Linked DNA regions of Oryctolagus cuniculus: region 1 is linked to region 2. Evidence: chromatin contacts called from public Micro-C data. All regions are on one chromosome and are shown on one strand. Each heading gives the region's core, a stretch centred on a gene start, on an enhancer-like site or on the middle of the called end of the contact. The rest is flanking DNA. Distances are from core to core; before and after follow the strand shown. Region 1 holds the start of PIAS1 (protein inhibitor of activated STAT 1). Region 2 has its middle 38 kb from the start of SKOR1.

Region 1 (3,014 bases), core at 492-2,991, 180 kb before region 2:
TAGATTTGTAATTAGAAGTCCATTTAAAAAGAGTGACACTCAAAGCCAACACTTCACCATACAAATCTTGGAATGTTAGCAATGTAGAGTTATTCAGAAAAAAAGATGTTCCCGTGAGGCTTTCCCATAGAAAGACTGTCCAGAAATTAACCTAGTGTTTGGTTGCTCCACAAGTTGCTTCATTATAAGAGAAAAAAATTCGAAATACTTTTTATGAATTACAGAAAGACGTTCCCCAAACGGGCACAGTTGCATATACGCCCCCCCCCCTCCACTGACAGAGATGTCAGCTCTCTGGGTCGGGATGGAACCAGCTGTTCGGTTCACACACGGGAAGCCACCAAGGAGGGAATATCGCGATCAGAGCCTCGAAATAATACGCGTTAGTTAAGAACTGCTTGCTACTAAGCCAAAATTATCCAACCGGAGCCCCATTTGTCACAATCCAATCATAAGGGCTCCACCGCCTCCCCCAACTGCTTGTGTCGTGGTTTATCGGCTTCGGTAAAGAAGCCATCATCAGGTAACGACTGGGGTGGGAGAAAAAGCGGGGAGAAGGGGGCCCCCTTTCATCCAATTTCGCGAGGCGTGAGTAATCCGTACAGTTGAGAGGAACCGGGGAGCGTTCTATTTGTGGGGGGTTGGAGGAGGAGGAGGGAGGCGAATGCCGTTCAAATCAACATGGCCAGCGAGATGTCCCTACAAACAAAAGGCAACGGGGGGATATAAACACGAACCATTCACCTCCATCAGCCATAGCATCGCCATCATGGTGTGTGCAGAGACCCCCAAAGGCTCCCCTCGCCCTCGGCGCCAGCCGGAGCCGGAGCAGGCAGCCGCATCCCACCACCCGCCACCGCGTCCACACGCCCGCTCTTCGCGGGGGGTGGGAGGCTTCGCCCCCACTGCCAGCAACGAGAGCGAAGAGTTAACGTCCCGCCCAGGCGGGTCCCCCCTCGGCGCCCGACGGCCGAACCCCGACGCCGGCCGGGGCTCGCGAAACTTTACCACAGCTTCTCCCCCGACCCTCCCACCCGGTCGCCCCGCACGCCGGGCACCCCGGGCGCCTCCTGACAGGCGGGCAGCCGCCGAGAGCCCAGCGCGGGGCGGGGGCGCCAGGGATCCGCGGAGGGGCGGGGCGGCCGGAGCCAAGTTCCCGGGGGTCTGTGGAAAGCGCCTGACAGGAGCCCGGGACTGCAAAGGAGGAAGAGGAAGCGACGGCGGGGAGCTTTCCCAATCCCCCCGACAAGCACACCCTGCCCCCAGTCCCAGCTCCCCTTGGGGATGGGGGGGCGGGGAGGCTGCCTGGGAGGCGAGGAAGCCGAGCCCCGGGGACAGCCGCAGCCCCCACCTCCCGACTCCCTCTCTCTTCCCCCGCCACCCCCGCCAGAGGCGCCCACAACAATAACACGCCGGGGACGACCCGTCAGCGCCCCCGAGGCACCCGGGGCCCGCGGCCCGCCGCAGCTGGCCACCTCTGCTGGGGCCGGGCGCGCCTCTCCTCCCTACAACTCCAGGCCCGGGTAGAGTCAGGCCCGAGCGGCCCCCCAGGGCCGGACCCATCCCCCCCGGCACCAGCGGCGCCGTCTCCGCGGCCGAATATTAGAAGTGAATTCGAGCTGCGCTTTACCTTTAGTTCCGCACTGTCCGCCATCTTGCGTCTATCAGCGCAAGCGCAGTGAACCTCGCCGGGGGCCGCCGCTAGACCCTCCCCTGCTGCCGGCCTGGCCCCGCCCCGGCCCGCCCCGGCCCGCCCCTCGGCCTTCCCGGCCCGCCCCCGGCCTCCGCCCCTCTCCTGGCGCTCGGAGCCCCGCCCCGGGCACGTACAGCTGCGAGACAGGCACGTACTATTTAAATAATGGCGCCAAGCGGCGAGGTTTGACAGTTACTCCCCCCTCGGCTTCCCGCCCCCCTGCCCTCGCCAGTCCAGCGCCTCCAGGGAAGGCCGGAGCAAAGGGGGACGCTGGTCTGGGCCTCGCATTGCAGCCCTGTGCAAAGCTTCAAAGCCCGCTGCCCCAGGGACAATAATGCCTCCTGCTCCGATTTGCTAGGCTCTTCCAGCACCTGTTACCTGCAGTCTGTTACATTTGAGGAACATTTAATGAAGCCTTTACTGGCTCAGATCCTCCTCCTAATAACAGGGTGAGGGAGGCAAGGAAGAGATTGTATTCCTGCCACTCCTACATCTCCCCTCCACCCCCCGGTGTCCGCAGGAGATTGGCTTCTGGTCCCCCCAGAATTCCCAAATCCGCAAAAGATCAAGCCCCTCGTGGAACATGGCATGGAATTTGCACAGAACCTCTGCCCAGCCTCCTGCATGCTTTACTCCTCTCTGGAATATTTTTAATGCCTAACCCAATGTGAATGATGGGTGAATAGTTGCTGTAATTTCTCTCTCTCTCTCTCTCACTGTCTGTAACTCTACCTGTCAAATAAATTTTTAAAAAATTGCTGTACTGTATTGCTCAAAGAATAAAGGCAAAACACACACACACACACACACACACAGTCCGTTACAGGCTCAGTTTTTTCTCCTAAATGTTTCCCATCCTGATTAGTTGACTCCGCAGGTGCAGAACCTTGAATTCGGACAACTGTATTCAGAAACGGAAATCTGGAGAAGGATGAATTGCCCAAATAACTAAGACTTAACAGGGGCGCCCTAAAACAGAGTGTGGAGATATGCAGTCATTAGCCGGCCCTGCCCTAGGGCTACACACGCACTGGGAGGTTAGGGGAGGTTGGCCCTCCTGCCCCTGTCTGGTGTACAGACAAGGGAACAAGTAAGGATACATTACCAGTGGTGGTGGGAACGAGAACTAGTGAGAGAGGAAGAGGATTTGGGAGATGGACTGAAATCCTGGAAGGACTTTCTCCACTGCATTGACACTGAATTAGATTTGAAGATTATTTCACACCCTTTCCTCCTATACCCTCCCCACCAACCCCCTACTTTTTACGATGCAAGTTTGCCTCATACCTCATGGGAAAAAATAAAAGATCTCAGTTATGGG
Region 2 (2,860 bases), core at 272-2,771:
CTGACTCCGATCTCCACTCCAGCTTCCCGCTAATGCACACCCTAGGAGGCAGCAGGTGATGGCTCAAGCCCCTGCCACCCCTTCCAGAGACCTGGGTTCAGGTGCTGGTTCTGGCTTCAGGCTGGCACAGCCCTGGCTGTTGTGGTCATGTGAGGAGATCTCTGTATCTCTGTCTTTCTACCTTTCAAGTAAATTTTAAAATTAATTTAAAAATTGGGTACGATCATATCATCTTAATAAGTATATACATTTTAAAGATTTATTTATTTGAAAAGTAGAGTTACAGAGAGAGAGAAAGAGAGTGGGAGAGTCAGAGAGAGAGAGGTCTTCCATCTGCTGGTTTACTCCCCAGATGGCCACAACGGCTGGAGCTGGGCTGATCTGAAGCCAGGAGCCAGGAGCTTCCTCCGGGTCTCCCACACAGGTACAGGGGCCCAAAGACTTGGGCCATCCTCCACTGCTTTCCCAGACCCATTAACAGGGAGCTGGATCAGAAGTGGAGCACCTGGCACCCTTATGGGGTGCTGGCACCACAGGTTGCTTAATCTGCGACAGCACAGCACCAGCTGTGGGACTGGGTATTATGGTGCTACTTGGGATCCCTGCATCTCATACCAGAGTGCTACTTAGAGTTTCTGCGACTCTGCTTCTGATCCAGCTCCCTGCTAATGCGCCTGGGAGGCAGCAGGTGATGGCCCAAGTGCTTGGCCCCACCACCCACGTGGGAGACCTGGATGAGGTTCCTGGCTTCTGGCTTCAGCCTGGCTCAGCAATGGCTGTTGGGGGCATTTGGGGAGTGAATCATCAAATGAAAGATCTCTCTCCCTCTGGCTCTCCCTTTTCTCTGTCACTCTGCCTTTCAAATAAATGCCTTTTTTTTTTTTTTAAGGAATACGATGATGAAGGATGGACATGTTTGTGTTAGCCGAATGTGCAGGCTAAGCCTCCCACCTGTGTAAGACTGCCCGCCTCTCCTTTGTATGCCCAGAATCCATGTGTGTGCGGGGTGGGGGTGGGGGTGGGGGTGGAGGGGCGGGTAGGAGGGGGCTGCTCACTCTTGTCTTTTGGACCAGAAACAGAACTTGGATACGTGCCCTTTGGCCAGAGAATGCCATAAATACCAATGCAGGCCGTTCCAGAATACACGGGCAGGCCTCCAGGGCACCAGGCCAACAAGTGTTGTCAGAGCCTTGTAGAGTGAGGATCTTGGGAGGGTTGGGCGGGAAGGGGTTTTTTGGGGGGCAGAACAATTCCTGATCTCACTCAGCCCTTTTCGTTATCCCCGCTCTGCCAGTTAGCACAGGGCTGGTGCAGAAAACTGCCTCGAGAGAGGAGGCTCTCGCTTCCTCCACGTCGTGCGTGGCTTCTCACCGTCGTGCGGGCTCCCATCGAGCGAGGCAGGTGCACTGTCCTCAGTGCAGGGTTTCGGATCCATGGCTGCTCCCATCGCGACCCTGAGTGAGCAGGCGAGGACAGAGCTCAGAGTGCGCATCTTTAAGAAAATGGCATGGAAGTTGCATAATCACGTCTGCTCACAGCTCATTGGTGACAGTGTGGTCACATGGTCACACAGAGTAGAAAGGAAGGCTGGGAAATGTAGTTTCTATCGAAGTGGCCCAGGAGAGATTTTCATAGCCACTGTCAGTCTGCCAAAACTGTCATCACTGGCCTGTCCAAGACCCCTCACTTCTTCTGATCATTCATTCATTTATCCATTCTTCTGTATCCATTCCACACCTTCATACACCGTGGCACAACCCCACTGTGTTCACAGTACGTGATTTGTCTGTATTTTTAGGAAATATGTATTTTTCAAGTTTTATGGGCACGCTTTTTTTTTTTATTTTGTCAGTATTAGTGAGGTATAACTTAATTCAGGAATAGGCAACTGATTTTTTTTTTTTTTTGACAAGCAGAGTTAGATAGTGTGAGTGAGAGAGAGACAGAGAGAAAGGTCTTCCTTCCATTGGTTCACCCCCCAAATGGCCGCTACGGCCGGTGCGTTGCGCTGATCCGAAGCCAGGAGCCAGGTGCTTCCTCCTGGTCTCCCATGGGGTGCAGGGCCCAAGCACTTGGGCCATCCTCCACTGCACTCCCTGGCCACAGCAGAGAGCTGGACTGGAAGAGCAGCAACCGGGACAGAATCCGGCGCCCCAACCAGGACTAGAACCTGGGATACCGGCACCGCAGGTGGAGGATTAGCCTAGTGAGCCACGGCGCCGGCCGGCAAATGATCTTTGACAAAGGAGCAAAAACAATTCAATGGAAAAAGACCGAGCTCTTCAACATATGGCACTGGAATGACTGACGACATTAAACAAGAAATTTAGACCCAGGCTTCACACCTCTGAGGAAGTTCCAGAGAGCCAGGAGAAGTCAGTTTGGCGATCAAAAACAAATGATAGACATTCGAAGTGATAGATATGTTTACCTGATTCATACAGTATGCAGTGTATATGTGCATTGAACCATCATATAATATCCCATAAGTATGTACCACTTGTAAGCGCCAATTGTAAAAATGATGCTTTTTTAAAAAAAGTGGATTGTCAGGGTGGACACACGGCGTAGTGGTTAAGATGCTGGTGAACATCCCTGCATCCCACTTTGCAGTGCTGGATCTGATGCCTGGCCCCGGCTCCTCACTCCAGCCTCTGCCAGGGCACACCCCGGGAGCAGAATGGTGGCTCCAGGAGTCGAGTTCCTTCTGTTCGTGGGGGAGGCCCCACTCAGGCCCAGCCGGTGTGGGCACCTGGGGAGTAGACCAGGAGCGTTTCCTCTGCATATCTGTCTCTGTCTCATAAATAAACAAATCCATAAATAGAAGTGGGTTGCCAGCCTAAATGTTTAATGCAAAACT

Evidence for each region. Hi-C and Micro-C count contacts between places; a contact is called where the count stands out from the background.
Region 1: a Micro-C map of ear pinna shows a contact between it and region 2, with 2.3 times the contacts expected there. The contact joins the promoter of PIAS1 here to the enhancer-like site in region 2. A contact is called at or near these places in 2 of 6 Hi-C or Micro-C datasets (ear pinna and an unstated tissue).

The regions. Positions count from the first base shown.
Region 1 is chr12:90,821,416-90,824,429 of mOryCun1.1, reverse strand. It overlaps PIAS1 (protein inhibitor of activated STAT 1), which reads right to left and starts at 1,741. Exons shown (of 14, transcript XM_008268843.4): 1 at 1,631-1,741. The coding sequence starts at 1,654.
Region 2 is chr12:90,636,897-90,639,756 of mOryCun1.1, reverse strand. No RefSeq gene overlaps it. Among named protein-coding and RNA genes, the nearest start is that of SKOR1, 38 kb to the right of the region's middle. Within about 2 kb of position 1,521, at least 4 of the 8 cell types and tissues checked have an H3K27ac peak or open chromatin away from gene starts, as enhancers often do. A contact at or near this core is called in ear pinna, where this site is marked.